Regions from separate parts of the Astyanax mexicanus genome. Here region 2 is linked to region 1. A link is a contact called in public Hi-C data. All regions are on one chromosome and are shown on one strand. Each heading gives the region's core, a stretch centred on a gene start, on an enhancer-like site or on the middle of the called end of the contact. The rest is flanking DNA. Distances are from core to core; before and after follow the strand shown.

Evidence for each region. Hi-C and Micro-C count contacts between places; a contact is called where the count stands out from the background.
Region 2: a contact with region 1 is called in a Hi-C map of muscle, with 16 times the contacts expected there. The contact joins the enhancer-like site here to the promoter of ccnb2 in region 1. A contact is called at or near these places in 2 of 3 Hi-C or Micro-C datasets (both in muscle).

What each region holds. Positions count from the first base shown.
Region 1 is chr23:30,977,597-30,984,452 of AstMex3_surface, reverse strand. It overlaps ccnb2 (cyclin B2), which reads left to right and starts at 3,865. Exons shown (of 8, transcript XM_015607226.3): 1 at 3,865-4,015; 2 at 5,136-5,255; 3 at 5,987-6,244; 4 at 6,412-6,570; 5 at 6,661-6,856. The coding sequence starts at 3,998.
Region 2 is chr23:31,038,610-31,045,465 of AstMex3_surface, reverse strand. rnf111 (ring finger protein 111) reads right to left here. Exons shown (of 15, transcript XM_049471130.1): 5 at 4,276-4,497; 6 at 2,177-2,523. Among protein-coding and RNA genes, the nearest start is that of LOC111195059, 46 kb to the left of the region's middle. Within about 2 kb of position 4,310, the one cell type or tissue checked has an H3K27ac peak away from gene starts, as active enhancers do.

The DNA of each region.
Region 1 (6,856 bases), core at 2,616-5,115:
CTGCCTGACGCCTGAGACACAGTTTTACCATAGTTTAAGAAGATGTTGGGTCTGAAACCTGTTCTTAAAATTGGCTTTGTATAAGTAATGTAGCCTTAGAAGACAAGGAACACATGTATCCAGATATATTAAAAACAGTAAAGTCTGTGCTAAACACACGTTTTCTTCATTACAGCAGTGTAGCTTTACTGTAATACAACTCGATTGTGTTTTGGTGCTTCTGTTGAAATGGAAAAAAGTTGGTGGGTTTTAAAGTAGAGTTTTAGAAGTATTTAGAGATTTAAACACTACTACTTTAAATAAGTAAATATCTGTAATATCCAACATTGAATCATTGCAAGGCTGGATGCAGCAGAAATAGCATTTCAGCTTGTTGAAATCAGGTTGTATTTATCATCTTTACTCACTTTACTCCTGTTTCTTCAGTTTTATTGCTTTAAAATCTCCAAACATTATAAAAGTAACACTACCTAAACTATGGTGATGTTACAGTAGTAAACACACGTGACTGTCAATAACCGATTGAAATAAATCAAACAAAAGATTAGTCCATATTTTTTTTTTATTGAAATTTTATTTCTAATTTTAATCCAATTTTCTCTCCAATTTACACGGCCAATTACCCAACCCACTCATTAGGACTCCCCCTATCACTAGTGATACAACACACCAGGAGGTTGAAGACCAGAACATGCCTCCTCCGACACATGTAATGTCAGACTCAGCCTCTCTTTAAGCTGCTGCTGATGCAACATTGCAGAGTAGCATCAGAGCACGCTCAGAGGAAAGCGCAGCGACTCGGTTCTGATACATCAGCTCACAGAAGCCTTCTGCTGAGCGACATCACAGTAGGACTGATGAGGGGAAAGTGCGCCATCTAACCACCCGAAGAGGGCACGGCCAATTGTGCTCTCTCAGGGCTTCGGCAGCTGATGGCAAACTACACGAACAGGATTCGATCTTCTGATCATAGTGGGACCACTCGCAGCCCCAGGGTCAGTCTATAGTTAACTTTAGCTCCCTGTTACCAGGAAATCATAATAGACAATAAAATTATAATAAACAATAATTAATTGAATTATTGTTGCTTAACCCTTACTCCCTTTTGAAATGATACAATACCATAAATGTAGTCCACCAGTCATGGGTTACTGAAATTTGCCACACGTCTGCATCAAACAGACTGGCTGGGTAGCCTGCAGAGAACCACTACTAGCTGCTGCTGAACACTCGAAAACAAGGGATACCAAAGATACTAGGCCTAATATAAGTATATCGCCATCAATCCTCTGCATCCTATAACCCATAGTGACAAACTGAAAATATATATTTTTTTATTTTAACAAATGTATTAAAATGGAAAAATATTGCATCAACATAAGTATATATATATATATATATATATATATATATATATATATATATATATATATATATATATGTAGTATATATATGTAGTGTATGTGTGTGTGTGTGTGTGTGTGTGTGTCATTTATATATGTAATGGAGAAACAAAAAGTGGGCAGTCTCTTCATAAACCAGCTCTGTTTAAAGCATTTGCAAAGAACATTGTTTAAACTTATGTATACACACACACATACATAAGTATGTACTGTATAGACTGTAAATTAAATGGTCAGTGTTGTAATCCAGGCTATAACCCACTTACAACATCAGTTCTTTTGCGCCCTCTAGTGGGATAATCACACCCAAAATTTATTTAGAAATATAAAAAGGTGTTCTTCCTTTTATAGTCACACACAGCAAAGAAACGTTGCATTATATGTAGCATATAATAATAATAATAATAATAATAATAATAATAATAATAATAATAATAATAATAATAATAATAATAATAATAATACATTTTATTTACCTACCAGATGTAAATTATAAAATGTTGGTAGTATTCACAGTGAATAAGGAAACATAAATCAACGAAAAGAACATAAAAGAACATAAAGAACAAAATGAGAAAAACGAAAAATATTCTAACATTTAATTTTACGCAAAGAATGTGCAGTTTAAAGAAAACGTATGTTTATTTGTTATTTTTTTTGTTTGAATTATAAATTAGCAAAATGCTAACAGTCGTGCTGATCCTCACCTCTTTCAATCACAGCCAGAGTTAAAAGATACCCCAAATATAAGTTAAACAAAGATAACAGTGAAGCACTGAGCTCGGATTTTCGACGGCTTTTATTTTGAAAGGTTGCAAAATCATTCAGTAAGCAAGACGTGCTGCACGGCGGCTCAGATCAAAGCAGAGAGTCTCTAAAGAGGAGAATACCCACTGCTAGGGTTTGTGGGCCACCTGATGAGTCTGAAATGAATAGGTTCGTATTGAGCAACTGAGCAAAATCAGAGTTTATAAATATACGTATTTGTTCATTTTTATAGAGAACATGTACAAATTTCATTAATACAGAGCTATATCAGATATTTCAGTACCGCAGACATAATTATTAAAACTTTCAAACTATATTTATAAAGTCTTAAGACTCATGCTAAGCAATGCTAGCGTCTCTGTTGTTCAATAACCGTTTGCTTTAGAAAAAGAGAAAAATACAGGTAAGGATTTTTGGCTTTTTTAAATGAAACACTTCAGTCTGCTTTCTATATATATAATAAATATCGTGTAAAATCAGTTGAATGGTATTTTAAATTTGAGTTATTAGCGTTTAGCTCCATGTACCTAATTACTTGAGGGCTCGCTCGCGGCTTTCTCTAGCGGTGGTTTGCAGTCATTTTTGATCGAACGGGGAAACAAAAAGTGGGCCGTCTCTTCATAAACCAGCTCTCTTCAAAGCATTTTTAAGGAACAAGGAAACAAAAACAACAAAGAGAACAAATGAAATAAAAGCATGGACCAGGGAAATAAATTAAATAATATTAAAAATGTTCATTTAAAATGCATTTGAATTATGTATTAACTGTACAATTATATAAAATCAGCGTTGCTAAATGATTACAAATTCATATATAAGCTGTTAAGAATTTAAGAATTTCCCCTCGGGGATCAATAAAGTATCTATCTATCATCTTAACAAAATACTTGGATCGTGACCTATTTCAGTCAGGTTTCACAGCCAATATCAAATTATACAGCAAATATAAACACTTCCTTTTTAATATAATAGAGAGAGTATAGATGTAAAGACAAAGCATAAAGTATAACTAATGCAAATTTGATTAAGATAAGTAAATGTTAGCCTAGTCTTGGACAGCACAGCATTTTGAATGGTTATTTTCCATTAACAGAAAAATATTGTCTATGACTAGGCTTAAATCCCTATTTAGGAATCTTGCACAAGAAAATCGAATAATAACAATAATAATAATAATAATAATAATAATAATAATAATAATAATAATAATAATAATAATAATAATAACAACAACAACAAAAACAAACAACAGCAACAACGATAATAATAATAATTAATAGTTTATAGCACATTTCATACATTATACATGCAGCTTAAAGTGCAGAATTAAAACAGAATATAAAAAAGGAATGCATATACATAATTCAGCAGTAAAAAAAAAAGAAAATAAAAAATAAGGTACGAGTTAAAATAATAGAAGACAGGGCAGATCACTCAATTCAAAGGGAAATAGAATAAGTAAAATCATAAAATTGAGAAATTAGAATCATATATATAAAATACATATAAGCAGATATTTTCCTCAACATTTTCGACCGCGTTTATTTTGACAGTGGACACAATCATTCAGTAAGCAAGACGTGCTGCTTGGTAACCAATGACATGTATGTATTTAATAACGCCCTGTCCAATCAGAGCACGAGCAGCAGCGCTTGGTAGCCAATCAGAGCGCAGAGAGCGGTATTTGAATGGTCGGTGTTGGGCTTTGTGTTGTACAGTTTCGGGGCTTTAACGCGGTGGAGAGCGGAACTGAAGCGCAGATCAGCGGAGAATTTCAGCTTTTTAATCTTTTTACAAACAGTTTAAACAGTCCTTAACCTGCCGGCATGGATATGCGCGCTGTTGTGAGTATTATTCAGTGTGTTAATGGTAGTTTTATTAGTGTGTATCTGTGTTTGTATGGTGTTTGTTTGGCTGCGGTGGTTGGTACTGTAGTAACTGGGGGTTCTTTTCTGTTTTAACGAGTTAAATAAAGGTTATTTACTATAATAATCCAGTAACGTGATGTTTTATAGAGTAACGTGGTTTTAGTTTGGGTTAATTGCAGGCTTTTTTCTAAGCTGAAATGCCAAGTGTTTAGATGTTAGCTAGCTACCTTGGCTAGGTAACGCAACAGTTCCCTGCTGTGTTATCATCTCGTGGCCGCCATTTACATAGCTTAGTCGAGTACGGACCTTGACCTAGAGTTTTTTTTTTTTTGTGTGCTGTAGTTAGTCAAACGTTAAGTATCAACACAAGATAATAAATGAGTGGCTAAATTATGGGAGGAAATAAGAAATTAGCAAGGTTTCCTGTACTAAGTGTAAAAGTACTTAAATGCAATCACTTTCAAATTGGGCCATGAAAAGGAAAATATGCAACACTTTTCCAAGGGTTGCAAATGCTCAAGTAAGTTAATTGTCCTTTTGTGCTTATCTAATGATACGTTTGATTTCTACCATTTTGTTCAAAATTTGTTACACCAAATTTGTTTTTCTTGCTAACTGGATTGTGGTTAATTCTGCTTATCTGAAACACAAGCAATAAGAGATGTAGTTAACATGCGTGTAGTTACCATTTAACATGGCAAACAATAAATTACTACAATCTGCTTTAAGTTATATTCACAATATCCCGAGCTGTGAACTTTCTATAATTCTATTCTATGTAGTTTCTATATTGGTGCCACTCTCTGCTTCTCCCAAGTAACTTATATGTTGCTTTGGGCCTGTGTACATTTTTATTGCAAATGTCTTGCACAAGACATAATTTTGTCTCTGTAGCCAAAGTGTTTTTTGCTTTTTGGTAAATTAAATGCAAGGGCTTTTGAAGACTTGCAACGGTGAAGTGGCTAGCTGCTGTTGGACACTAATCTTTGGTAGACTTGCTGGTTGTTTATATCGCGTAGAGGAGGACTCTGTATACTTGTTTTTAGGGGACCCTTTTGTATCCTTATTTTTAAAAAATATGCTTTGTTTTTTCCAGTATTGCAATGCAGAGAACCCAGCACCAATGGGTGGCAAGGCTGGAGTTCCAAATGCTGGAGGAAGGCGGGCAGTCCTGAGTGAGCTTTCCAACTTTGCTGACAAACCTGTGAAGACCACGGTAACGGCTCTCTGTACTCCTGAAGTGCTTGATTTAACCAAACTAACAATTTAAGCTGAAGAATAGAATCTGGGTAAAGGTTTGAGTACCAGGTTCTTACAAGGTCCTGGTTTTGGGGACTTTCTGCAGTTTATGGACTGTCCTGCAATTCAATAGATCAATTTAAGAACTCCTGTCCTCATTTATTTTATTAAATTGATTTAATGTCCTTGCAGGTGTCCCAACAAGGCACACTTTCCTTAGCCTTCAAATTGTTCATGAATTTACCTCAGCAGTGCTGACCAAGTCACATGTGACCAATTAAACTAAGGAAAACAGTCTTTAAGTGGCTCAGCTTGTTACTAATGTAGCTCTGTACAGCTTGTAACTGCTTTCAGTAGAAGGCAGGTTATCGGTGTACGGACTCTCTCTACAAAGTGTGAAATGAGGTTTATAAATGCTTTATCATACACCCTGCAATGCACTGCTGCAGGGAACATCCAAGTTTTATATTTGGGTATTTTAATACAGTTTGGGAAATTTCACTACCAGATTGTGTACCCTTAATATTATGCTCTCAGCTGAACTGAGTGGCATGGTGGTATAAATGAGCACCACATGCATGATGGTAGATATGGTGCTTTTGTTATGTCTCCCTGCATTGCAGCTTTAATTAACTAATGATTGTTCCTGTATCTCCAGTTTAGTACCATTTAACCCTCATCTCCTGCTGTTGTGCCTTATCCCTACAGAAAGGCTTGAAGTCTGCAGCTCAGCCAGCTGCTGTGCAGCCTAAACGTGCTCCGGTGGTGCCAGAGGTCTGCCCTCGTCCAGTTCCTGCTGTTCCTCCAATCCAAGCTGATGTCTCGATGAGGGAGGAAGATGACCTCTGCCAGGCCTTTTCAGATGCGCTCTGTCCAATTGAGGATATCGACAAGGGAGATGCTGAAATTCCTCAGCTGTGTTCTGAATATGTGAAGGACATCTACGTGTACCTCCGAAGCCTTGAGGTTTGTCTACTCAGTGCCAGCTAAAGGAACTTTTTTGACTTGCCCCATGTCATGAGCACTTACTAGTATGGGTGTAATGATGCCATTGAGCATCCTGTTAATATCTTGCATTTATTACCCTCAACTTAAGTTTCTTGGCTGTGCACTGACCCCTGTGTTTATTTCAGGCCCAGCAGTCAATCAGACCAAGGTACATGGATGGCTATGAGATCAACGAGCGCATGCGTGCTCTTCTGGTTGACTGGCTCATCCAGGTGCACTCCAGGTTCCAGCTGCTTCAGGAGACCCTGTACATGACTGTGGCCATCCTTGATCGATTCCTTCAGGTGAGGATTGAATCTGCCATTAATTGGTGCTCATCAATGCGCTGCTGCTAATCTGGTCACAACCTAATTCCACGTATATTGTGTACACAGGTCCAGCCAGTGTCTCGAAAGAAACTGCAGCTAGCTGGGGTCACAGCCATGCTGCTTGCTTCCAAATATGAAGAGATGTTTGTTCCAGAGGTCGGAGACTTTGCCTACATCACAGATAACGCCTTCACAAAACCCCAGATCCGTGAAATGGAGATGATCATCCTCAGGGAGCTCAACTTTGAGCTTGGTCGCCCTT
Region 2 (6,856 bases), core at 3,061-5,560, 61 kb before region 1:
CACACGCACACACAAGCACGCACACACACAAGCACGCACACACACATACAAGCACGCACACACACACACAAGCATGCGCGCACACACAAGCTCACACACACACAAGCACGCACACACACATAAGCAAGCACGCACACACACAAGCTTGAACACACACACACAAGCACGCAAGCACGCACGCACACAAGCACGCACGCACGCACACACACACACACGCACACACACACACAAGCATGCACGCGCACACACACACACACACACACACACAAGCACGCACACACACACACACAAGCACGCACTCAACTTTGATTCTAATATAATTCAGCAGCTCCAGCAATTAGCTCCATGTGAATTATTTAGAGCTCAGCTATGCTGAAAGGGTGGCTTCAAACAAAAGCCATCGGTTTCCCTCCCCCTCCTCCCCACCTTTAAAAAAAAAAAAATCCAAAACTGCTTTGTTTTTTTTCTTTTCATCATCTAAACATGAAGGGCATTTTACAACTTCAAATGGAGCAACGTCTTTGTTGGTTTCAAAAGAGAGCACATGGTGAGTATTTCAAACAAAACGTACAGTAAATATTACAGACAACAGAACACGGAACATTCAGCCCTCTACCATTTAATCCCACAGAAATGCCTCCATTCAGAGTGTATAATGGAGTTCAGATGTGCTTTATGAGTGTATACACGGCTTGCTTTACTGCAAATTAAGATAAACAAAAACATATTTTTATAACCAAGAACCTCTCTGTGTGTGAGCTGAACGGTAAACATCCTGTAAGGCCAGAGATAAACTTGCTGCTAACTACACAATCGAGTATATGTGAAGGCTGTGACACATACATGTGACACATACAGGTGCAGTATATGCAAAAACTCTAGGGGGCAGTGCTGGAAGCCTTTAGTAAAAGGCAAATATACTCATGTTCATGATTCAGGTTATGGAGGACCAAAACTGCTAAATTTTTAAATAAATAAATAAATAAAAACGTAAGTAAATCACTCAATAAAAGAAATATGGTGATTAAAATGGCAAAAATATATATATTATTAATATAAAAATAAATACATATACATAAAAATGAATATCTTAATAAATTATTTATGAGTTTCTTCATTAACATTGCTTAATTTTTATTTTGATTCATTTGTTTATTTACATAGCAATTTATTTCTGCATTCATTTATTTCCTCATTTATTTATTTCTATTTTTCCTTGTCCTTATATTATAATGAAGGGGCTGTCCAGCAATGATATCACGGTGTCTTAGCATTCCTATTGGTTGATCGATGTAAGACACCCCCATACTCCATTATCATATAAGGACAAGGAAATACAGAAATAAATCAGGAAATAAATGAATGCAGAAAAAAAAATTGGGAAGTAAATTATTGCAGACAATAAATAAATAAATTAAACAATGTTAATAAAGAAACCCATAAATAAATTATTAAGATATTTAGCACTGATAAGCATGGTGGTGGTGTATGAGGTGTTAGTGTGTGTTTTGCTGGTACAAGTGGATCAGATAACAGCGGTGCTGCTGGAGTTTATAAACACATCTTATAGAGTTATTGATGGACTAAATTTAGGTAGCCCTCTCCGCGAACAATAAATGCATCTATAGCTTTAATCAGTAAAGATACAGATACTGCATATTAGATAGAGATACTGATATTGCATACAAAAACACACAAATGTTTGCAATCATACTGTACTAGGGCTGAATATTATATCATACTTTTATCAAAACCACATTATCAGTTTTCACGATAAACACATTGAAAGAGCTGCAATAACATCATGAATAACAGAAACTCAAACTCTGCATACGTGACATGACGAGACTGGAGGTAGAGTAAGGAAGAGCTTCACAGTAAATGCACTGACCAAATTAATTTCTTGGTCCTTTTAGAAAAACCTCAGTCCAAATGCCTCTGAATCTCTCGGTTTGCTTACAAATGCATGTTCACAGCGGTCCATGAAGGGGGCACTAAAAGCATGATTTGTATTTACAGCAGTGAAGTAAAAGTGAAATACTCCCCACAGTGCAGAAGAAGCCCAGAAGCTACCAAATGCTAACTAATACCAATTCCTGCATAATTCTTTAAACTTTATTATTTTAGCAACTAGAGTGAATTAAAGGCGTAAAGAAAAACATGTGTGCTGGGATACCTGGTCGTGGTACTGGCTGCTGCTGCTGACTGCACCGCAGGGGGCAGGCACGGCTGTGGGCCGCTCCAGGGGGCAGCTGGGCTCAGGGAAGGCCAGAGAGGAGGGGGTAGGAGCTGTGTGGTGGTGATGGTGGTGAAAGTGGTGCGAGTGGCTGTGGGAGTGAGGAGCAGCGGGCTGCTGTGAACCAGGCTGCTGCGTCGGTCCAGCTTGCATGCACCCTGAGTGGGAGTGACCCAGGGAGAGATGCCCTGAGGAGGGTCCACTGCAGGGCGAGTGCTGTGGGCAGCAGGACGGCAGCCGAGGCATCGCTACACCTCCACTTTCACTTGATGAACCTCTCCTACCGTCTTCTGAGGAGAAACAGATAAAATACATAAGTACTTAAACACAGAGAATTGCTCAAAATTGCTGCCAGTAATTAAGATTTTAAGATCACTAGATTTAGATAGAATTTACTTCATACTTAATTCTGCATCGAGTCAATGCTAGTAGTTTTTATACTGTGATTAATTACTGGTGTAAAATGGACTTTGGGTGTAGTAAAACATGATAAAAAGTACTTACTTTTGTTAAATAGCCCACCTCAACTCTCACACAGCTTTCTGAGACACAGTAATTTTGTGCTTTTTGCCCAGCACTCTGTACAACGGCCTTATCACAAATTGCTTTTTACACTGTTATCCAGGCTCAAAGTAGCTCCACACCTCCTTGGAAGCATCCGGAGAGCCCTGACACTTAAATCTAGGCATTAATAAATGTAAAAGTGCACAAAAAGTTTATTAAAAAAATCACTGTTTACATCTTCTAGCGCTTTTTTGTAGCTCTGGGCGTTGCCATCACTGTACTGCTAGACTCGGCTATGCGGAGTCTATGTATATATGTCTGTCATTAGCAGTACAGTGAAGGTGGCGCCCAGAGCTACAAAGAAGCTCTATGCGATGTAAACAGGGTTTTTTAATAAGCTTTGTGTACACTTTTAAAGTTATTAATGTCTCGTTTTAAATGTCGGAGCTCTCCGAATTCTACCAAAGAGGTGTGGAGCTACTTTGAGCTGGATAATGGTGTAAAAAGCGATGTACTGGGTTGTACAGAGTGCTGGGCAAAAAGCATAAAATTACTGGATCTCAGAAAGCTGTAGGAGAGTGGAGGTGGGCTATTTCTCAAAGGTAAGTACTTTTTATCATGTTTTACTACACCCAAAAGTCCATTTTATAGTCCTTTAAGACTTAGGCTTTTAATAACAAACACAAGCAAAAAGGTTATGATGAAACTGGCCCTCATCAGGACGGCCCCAGGAAAAAAAAAAGTTATCTCTGTGGAACAGGGTTAGTTCATCAAAGTGTAAACCGCAAGTTAACGTATTTTGGTTTGTTTAACACTTTTAAAAGTTACTACATGATTCCTTGTGTGTTCATTTAAAATACAGTATAGTATTCATGCCAAAATGTTAGGGTACAATGCACATATGCACTATTATGGTAAATATTGTAATTTTAAGCTGGAGGTATTGTTGGAAATGTAGTGGTCTTTGGAGTATTGCTATGGTCACCTTATACATTCACCATCATTCTGCTGAACTACAGAATTATAATTGCACTTTATTTACATGTTCACTCTTTTGCATATTTGTTTTTTTCCTTTTTACATTATTTTAAAATAAGATGCTTAATTTTACTCTAAGAGAATATTTATGATATTGATGCAGTTAGTAGTCAATGTCATGCAAAAACCTCTCTAGTCTAAAGCACTGATTGGCTGTCAGTGTTTGGGAACTTAAGACCTCTTCTTTGCAAAGTAAATTATGCAACTATTTAATTTACTTCAAGTTTACAGGACATCATCAATAAAGTTCAGAAAGTGGCATTTCTGTAACATGCATTAAATTCATTACTCCTATTTTCTAACTCAGTTTAATGCAAGTGTGTGATGAATGGGTTAAACTGGTGTGGGGAAAACTGTTCATTAGTTTTTAGGCCAAATCATCAAGTTAATAGGTCTGACTTAATGAAAGAGCAATGAGCTCTGGTGCATTTCTATCAAGCCCAAGAAGCCGGCAGCTGTAAACAGCTGAGTGTCCAGTTCCAGCAGACTGTTCTCACCCTCGGTGGCAGTGGCAGAGGTGGTGCTGAGCCCTGGAGCCCCACCGTGGGCCTGGGCCTCCAGCGTGCTGTCAGGGGCCGTAGCAGGACAGCTTCCAGAGGGTCCTGGGGCCTCCTGGTGCGGCTCTGAGGTAGAGGCGTGGAGGGAGGAGGAGGAGGAGATGGAGGAGCTGGCAGGCTGTGAGTGGATGCTGTCAGAAGTGGTTGGCACGACTGAGAGATCTGCGAAAACACCAAAACAGACAGAAGATAAGAATGAGTGATGTGTGTTTCGAGCCAGATGTTTGCGATTATGTCTCTAATTTGTGTGTGTGTGTGTGTGCTTGTTTATGGACATTCTCAGGACAAACAAGTTCTAAATTTGTGAGAAAACCAAAGATAAACAAAGCTAAACTATTTCTAGTTAGCCTTAATACATTTAGACTCCTTTCACACCTAAAGTGTTTGGTCTGGAGTTTTGGCCTTTTTAGTTTGATCCGAACCCAAAAGGCAGTGTGCAAAAGTACCAAAATATTCAAATTGCACTGTCTGAATTCCATTAATTATCAAAAGTTTACTGCTCTATTAAAGAGTGCAACTGCATAATTAGGCTATTATCTGTATGTCAGTGGGATAAATTAGACCAAAAGAGGTGGTCTCAGTCCAGGTTAAATAAAACATGGTCTGGTTTGACTGCAGATGTTTACAGGACAATTACCGGAATTTAAGATTTTAAAGATAATTTTTTTTCAGTTTGCCACTTTTTCGACTATTAATAATAATTAATAAAATTAATAAATATAAATGTATTTACAAAGAGAAACACAGAAAACCTTTTGGTAAGCAAATAAACGCTAAGGCGTCTAACAAACTGTAAGGTTACTACTATCTTAGACTTTTACAAATAGTTTACCAGTTTGTAAAAAATATATTAAATTTTATGTTCATTCGAATTATTTTGATTGTCAAATATTACATCAACCAATAATAGCTATCATGACATGCCATCAAAGCATAATAGTATAAAACACATTCTGGTTTATTTAACAAGGAACTGACTAAAGACTTGTGTCTTCAAAATAAATTATTAACCAAAAACACAATGCTAATGCTGCAATGTGTCCAAACTTTTGATGCACAGGACATGCCCAGTGTCCCTTACACTGAACAAAAACAAGTGGGCGTGTTTGAGACTTGCTTCAGTGACCGAGCGTCCCGGGAGAATTGCTGCTCATTAACATTCCAGAGTGAGCATTCCATCTGCTTTTCATATTCACAAATTAATTTCTCTCTCCCTCAAAAGAAATGCAAATTCAAGCATATCTCTGAGCTCTCTCTGTTTCATCCCTCATAGCCACACACACACACACACACACACACACACACACACAGCAAATCTAAGTGATGAAAATGAGTTTTCTTTTATAATCCTTAGAAATAGAGTAGATTTTGGGGATAACTAACACACACACACGTGCAGTCTACATACCCACACACACTCTACATACCCACACAATCACACACACACACACACAAAACCACCTTTATCCAGAGTGGCAGTTTAATTGGTTTCAATAGCAGAGCTCATTGTGTCTCAGTAAGCTCAGAGGAAGCTTGCATAACAGACAGACTTCATTATGCAGCCTGCAAATGAAATTAGGAATACACACAATTATACACCCGGCACATCAAAGAGCGGCTCCGAATGCAGTGCACACCGCCAGCCTGCGACCGACACTGCAGCTGCAGAGGCTATTTATACCCAAGCCCTTGATTAAAAGATATAGATTAATCATTATTAATGGTGCCTGTGCGCAAGCAAGCAGTGTGGAGTGTATGAATGGTCATGACTGAACAACACTAATTGAATTTTCCAGACTCGTTCCTCCTCCTCCTCCTCGTTTTCTCCCTCTCTCCCTCGCTCATACACTCTGAGGTGCCGCCTTTAGCTCAGGAAGAGATGTTCAGAGTGCTCACAGCCAAAACTGAGAAGATCTGATGTGACGTCTAATATTTCCCAAACCCACGCAGTGTTGAACTGCATGATCCAACAGCAGTCTACTGAAATCGGTCAAATCGCGTACGCCCGGGGAGCCTCATTATGGGACTGTGCGATGAAGAAGCGTCTGATCTAATGCTGACAGAAAAAGTTAAATTGTCCCTGTGGTAAATTTAGAAAATTACACAAAGGATTATAGAGAATATTCACTGAAATCATTCACTTAATGTCCAAATTTTTGTGGAAGCCCCTTTTAATGAATGTATTTAGCTACTTTAAGATGCATCCACTGCTGTAGAGATTCTGAAAAGAGTGATTCTACTGTGATACTCTATATATTGCAAGACATTTTGCTCCGGTACTTCATGTCATCTGTGTTACTGAAGAGGATAAAATATTTTAAATAGACAACCAACATATATATATATTTTTTACCAGGTTTACCCTATTCATTTGATTAGCGAAACCATGTGGAGTAGTAAAGCAGTAACTTTATGTCTAACTGGGAGGTAAGTCTTAAAGAGTTTAGAGCAAATATGTTTCAATGAGAATTATTGGGGCTGTCACGTTTTCGATAAATCGATTGAAATTATGTCATGGTCT